Regions from separate parts of the Sus scrofa genome. Here region 2 is linked to region 1. Evidence: chromatin contacts called from public targeted proximity ligation data. All regions are on one chromosome and are shown on one strand. The core of a region is the stretch at or near the end of the contact, and the rest is flanking DNA. Distances in the headings are between cores, read along the strand shown.

Region 1 (2,786 bases), core at 16-2,515:
TCCCTGCTCTGTTGCTTAACTGGTCCGGATATCCTGGACAAGTAAATTCAGCTTCATTTCTTTTCATGAGTTTTGCAATACTTTGCTTGATATCTTTGTTTAAATTTAAATTCTACTGATTTCTATTATCAAGAAGAGTAAAGAGCTAGAAAACAGCGAGACTGCCGTCCTTTTAGTGGCCTTCTCTCCATTTTCCCCTTCCCCTCTTCTCCCTTTTCCCTTTCACCTCCCCTTCCTGCCCTGGAGAACTTAGAGATAGGAGTACAGTATGTTTTTTATCTGTTAAATAAAACATTGGTTTAATCTGTTTATAAATATTTACTTCTTGGCATTTAAATCAAATGCTAATTTATGGCTCAGCAAGATTAGAGTTTGCTTTTACCCCAGTGTTTGATAAATATGGAAATCATCTCAGCTTAAAATTATTCCTCCAATCAATTTTTATTCTCTGAGAATCACTCATTTTGAATACACTTGGAAAATGCAGTTGTTGAAGCTAAAAAGATTTGGGCTTTGGCAATTTTACTTGGGGAACAAATACAATTTTCTAGTTCTTTTTGTATAACAATGCAAAAAACCACATGTGTTCTAAGCCTTTGCTAATTCAAAATTTTAGATGGACTGCAATGAATATTTCAGGAACCCTCTTTACTTAAATGTTAGCTGCAGTACTTCAGAATGCATCGCTTTGGAGACTGTTAAGTATGCATTTTGCTCCATGCTATGTTCATTTGAAGCAAGTCTGCAGTAAACAAGTTAAAAAAATAAATCGTCACATTGGCATTTTTAGAGCTATAAGAGCCGCTTTAGGCATAGAAGAGCAGTTATGTAACTTCTTCTATACAGTGTATTATCAGTATGTGGTATATTTATAGTACACTTTGCTATGTATTTAATGTCTACACATAAATCCAACTGGTGCAAATAAAAACTCATTATTTGAAAGAATTATGACCTAATGTCAAAAACATATCCTGTTTATGTGCAGCACATCTACAACGTTAGATTTCATTTTCTTCGGGTCTGGAGTTTAATTCCAGCTACTCCCTCAGTGTTTGCTAAAGTGAGCAGTAAAAGAAGGTGGTTTCCTTCATTTGCCCTGGAGCAGGTGTGTTGTGCTGGTCTCATTCAGCACGACTGTTGTGTCATAATTGCCTGATCAACAAGGTCCTTCCATCCAGGAGAGCAGGGGTTGTGAATGAGTCCTTGTGGAACCCCCAGTGCCCAGGGCAGTGCCCGATGCACTTGACCTACAGTGTGTGTGTGTAAAGAATTGTGCCGATGGAGCTTTCCACAGCTTCCTCTTCCACACTGCTTCCTCCTCGCCCAGCATCATCTGTCTCTCCCAATTATTTGCTCCAACTTTACTTGCGTTTTGGCACATATGTGTCGTGTTATTGTAGAAGGAATACGAGCCCTGAAGTTGGAATCCTGACTTTGAGGCTAATCTCTCAATTTTATTTAATCTTTCCAAGCCTTGGTTTTCTCATCTGTAAAAGGGAAGTAATACTTAACCCACAGAGAGGTCATTAGAGCAAAATTAAGGAAGGCATGGAGTAAGCTTAGTACCACACAGAGTGGTAATGTAATAGACTTCCTTTTTCTTTTCTAAACTTTATTGGGGTATAGTTGACTTATGAAGTTGTGTTAGTTTCACGTGTACAGCAAAGTAAATCAGTTATACCTATATCTGTTCCTTTTCAGAATTTTTTCCTATGTAAGTTATTACATAATATTGAGTAGATTTCCCTGTGTTGTACAACAGGTCCTTTTACTTATCTTTTTTATATATAGTCATGTGTATGTGTCAGTCCCAACCTCCTAATTTATTCCCCTTGCCCTCTCTACGTTTCCCCTTGGTAACCATAAATTTGGTTTTGAAGTCTTTGAGTCTGTTTCTGTTTTGTAAGTTCTTTTGTATCATTTTAAAAATTGGATTCCACATACTAGTGGTCTCCTGTGGTATTTGTCTTTCTCTTTATGACTTACCTCACTTAATGACTTGCTACACTTAATGTGATAATTCCCGGGTCCATCCATGTTACTGCAAATGGCGTTATTCTTTTTTATGGCTGAATAATATTCCATGGAATATATATACCACATCTTCTTTACCTAGTCCTCTCTTGATGGACATTTAGGTTGCTTCCATGTTAAATAGTGCTGCAGTGAACATTGAGGTGCATGTATCTTTTTGAATTATGGTTTTCTCTGGATGTGTGCCCAGGAGTGGGATTGCTGGATCATATGGTAGTTCTCTTTTTAGTTTTTTAAGGAACCTTCATACTGTTCTCCATAGTGGTTGTACCATTTTACCTTCCCACCAACAGTGTAGGAGTGTTCCCTTTTCTCCATACCCTCTCCAGCATTTATTGTCTGGAGACTTTGTGATGCATCACTTTGCATTCTGACTCGTGTGAAGTGATACCTCGTTGTAGTTGTGATTTGCATTTTGGTGATAATTAGTGATGTTGAGAATCTTTTCATGGGCTTTTTGGCTGTCTGTCTTCCTTGGTTAGATCTTCTGACCATTTATTTATTTATTTATTTATTTTTGATATAAAGGTGTGTAAGATGTTTGTGTATTTTGAAGGTTAATCCCTTGTCGACCACTTTATTTGCAAATATTCTCTCCCATTCTGTGGATTGTTTTTTCATTTTGTTTATGGTTTCCTTTATTGTGTGAAAGCTTTCAGGTTTGATTAGGTCTCATTTGTTTGTTCATTCTTATTAGGAAGTGGATCAGAACAGATTTTTACTGCAGTTTATGTCTAAGAGTGTTCTGC
Region 2 (2,765 bases), core at 78-2,577, 140 kb before region 1:
CAGTGTGACAAACTATTAAGCAACACCATCCTTAGACCCAGGCGAGGGCAGTCTCTGCCCTTGCTTAGCAGGGCCCTAATCTGTCCTTCTTGAAGTCGCAGTCCTGGCCCACAGGTGAGCAGACCACAAGGCCAAGGATGCAGGCCCTGCAGATGGCTGCAGGCCTGTTTGGGTTGAGAATTCTGGGGTCCTGGGTGCCTGGGCCCTGGGCCCCCACCTTCTTCCTGAATGGCCCTAGCCTGCACCCAGGGCCTCGGTGGGCCTCTTTCCTAGGTCCCTTCCCCTAGGGGAGGACAGCACGACAGACGCTTGTACTCCAAGTCCAAAGACAACTGACTGTATGGAGTGTGGACAAGCTTGGACACGGGGTTGAAATGCCAGCCCTCTTCCCCAGCAGCTGGGGGCCGTGAGGGAAGGGTGCGTCCAACTGTTCTTATGCCATTTGATAAGAAACTAGAATGCCAAGGAGATTGGGAGAATCTTTAATTCAAACTTGGCTTCCCAGGTGGTTATAAAGGTATATCCATCAGGGAGTTCCCATCGTGGCTCAGCAGTAATGAACCCGATTTTTTTTTTTTTTATCCATGAGGATGCAGGTTCAATCCTAGCCTTGCTCCGTGGGTTAAGGATCCAGTGTTGCCATGAGCTGTGGTTGTAGGTCACATATGCAGCTTGGATCCTGCATTACTATGACTGTGGCAAAGGCCAGCAGCTGTAGCTCTGGTTCAACCCCTAGCCTGGGAACTTCCATATGCTATGGGTGTGGCTCTAAAAAAGAAAAAATAAATAATTTTTTTTTTAAAAAAGCATATCCATCAAGATAGAAGTATAACAATTTTTAAACACAGCTTAATTTACAGCTCTTAAATTCTTTAGCCATATGGTATATGGGCCTCCCTTTATGCCCTTGCTCCAGGCCCCACCGTTGCTTGGGGAAAGCCTGTTGCTGGGTCCATCCTCCACGTGGGCAAAAGACCACATGAGTATACCTGTGAGAGGAAGCATCATTTCGACCTGTGCATGCCCTTGTTTCCCAAATGCTAAATTGAGCCCATACATCCTCTTGCCTTTCAGATGACTGAAATGACCAAAGAACTAGAAAAAAATCCTTGCATACCCACCTGCCATAGTGTCCTAGAGCTGCCATAACAAAGCACTGCACATTGGGTGATTACAGCAACAGAAATTTATTCTCTCCCAGTTCCAGAAGTTGGAAGTCAAGGTATCAGTCGGGCCAGGCTCCCCCAGAGGCTGCAGGGGAGAATCCTCCTTCACCACTTCCAGCTCCTGAAGGCTGCGGGTAAGGCTTGCATTGCTCAACTCCTATGCAGCTTCCCCCTTCCAGTCTCTGCCTTCATCTTCACATGGGCTTCTTCCTTCTGAGTGTATCTCGGTGTAGTCTCTCCTCGTCTTAGAAGGACAGCAGTCACTGGACTTAGGGCGCACCATACCCCTGTATGATATCCTCTCAACAGTTACATCTGCAAACACCCCATTTCCAGTTAAGGTCACATCCTGAGGTTCCTGGTGGATGTGGAGTTTGGGGAGACATTATTCAACCCTGTACAAAGACTCTTGTTTTTTGTTTCTGTCTCTGTTTCTTTGTCTCTGTCATTCTCTCTTCTTTGCAGGATGAGTTAGCTTTGTAAAAATTAATTGGGACACTTTTAAATTTTTTATACCCTGAAAACAATTCGATCATATAGAAATTCTCTCTTCCTTTAAGGTTTGACAGAATTTGCCCAACGCCTCCCCCAAATTGCCTAAGTTCACGTTTCATCAAAGTCTTGCAGAGTTCTTTATCAGCTGCTTCTGTGACTTTTCATCTTGTTGAATTTTTCTGCCTATTCTTGAGTGGATTATATTGTCTTATTTTGGTTAATATTTTATTAGCATAAATTTAAACACAGTGTGCTTTTAGCTTGAATCCTCTTTCATGTCTTTGTCTCTCATCCCTTTTATATTTCTAGAGCTGTTTATTTGCATTTTTTTCTTTTTTTTCCTCATGCAAACTTGCCAGAGGTTTGTCTCATTTATTGGTCTTTTTTTTTTTTTTTTTTTTTTGCGCATGGTTCCTAGTCGGATTCGTTTCCACTGTGCCACGATGGGAACTCCTTATTGATCTTTTAAAAGAGTTAGCTCTTTGATTTGTCTTATCAATTCTATTGTTTTCTGTTTTCTAATTTGCTTTTGTCTGCTTTTCTCTTTCCTTCTTTCCTTCTGCCACCCTTAGATTTATTTTATTAGTTTTTAATCTCAGTTGTTTAGTTAATTGCTTTTTTATTCATTTTTATCTTATAACAAAACCACTTAGCTTTATCTTTTCTCCAGTAAGTAGCCAGAGAGATGGGCGCACTGTGAGACCATCATAGCCAGGAGTCAGGGCCTGGGAATAGAAAAGATCAAAAACATCTTTCTTGGGAGTTCCCTTTGTGGCTCAACTAGCATCCATGAGGATGCAGGTTCAATCCCTGGCCTCGCTCGGTGGGTTCAGGATCTGGCATTGCCTTGAGCTGTGGTGTCGGTCACAGATGCGGCTTGGATCCGGCATTGCTGTGGCTGTGGCTGGCAGCTTCGGCTCCAGTTTGACCCCCTAGCTTGGGAACTTTCTTATGCTGTGGGTGCAGCCCTAAAAAGCAAAACAAAAACCACATTTCTCTGTTAGGGACCTGGCTATCAGTCCAAAAGGCTATTTGTTCAGGTAATGTTACTACACACATGATCTCTTTTTATTGTTGCTTCCTGCCAAATGCTAATTAGAGGGC

Evidence for each region.
Region 2: a contact with region 1 is called in a targeted proximity ligation map of alveolar macrophages. A contact is called at or near these places in 1 of 5 promoter capture datasets (liver) and 1 of 2 datasets of targeted methods (alveolar macrophages).

The regions. Positions count from the first base shown.
Region 1 is chr3:29,106,465-29,109,250 of Sscrofa11.1, reverse strand. The region is part of intron 2 of MKL2 (MKL/myocardin-like protein 2); the gene reads left to right. Among named protein-coding and RNA genes, the nearest start is that of MKL2, 130 kb to the left of the region's middle.
Region 2 is chr3:29,245,648-29,248,412 of Sscrofa11.1, reverse strand. It overlaps LOC106509690 (a long non-coding RNA gene), which reads left to right. Exons shown (of 4, transcript XR_002342411.1): 4 at 1,075-2,436. Among named protein-coding and RNA genes, the nearest start is that of MKL2, 6.9 kb to the right of the region's middle.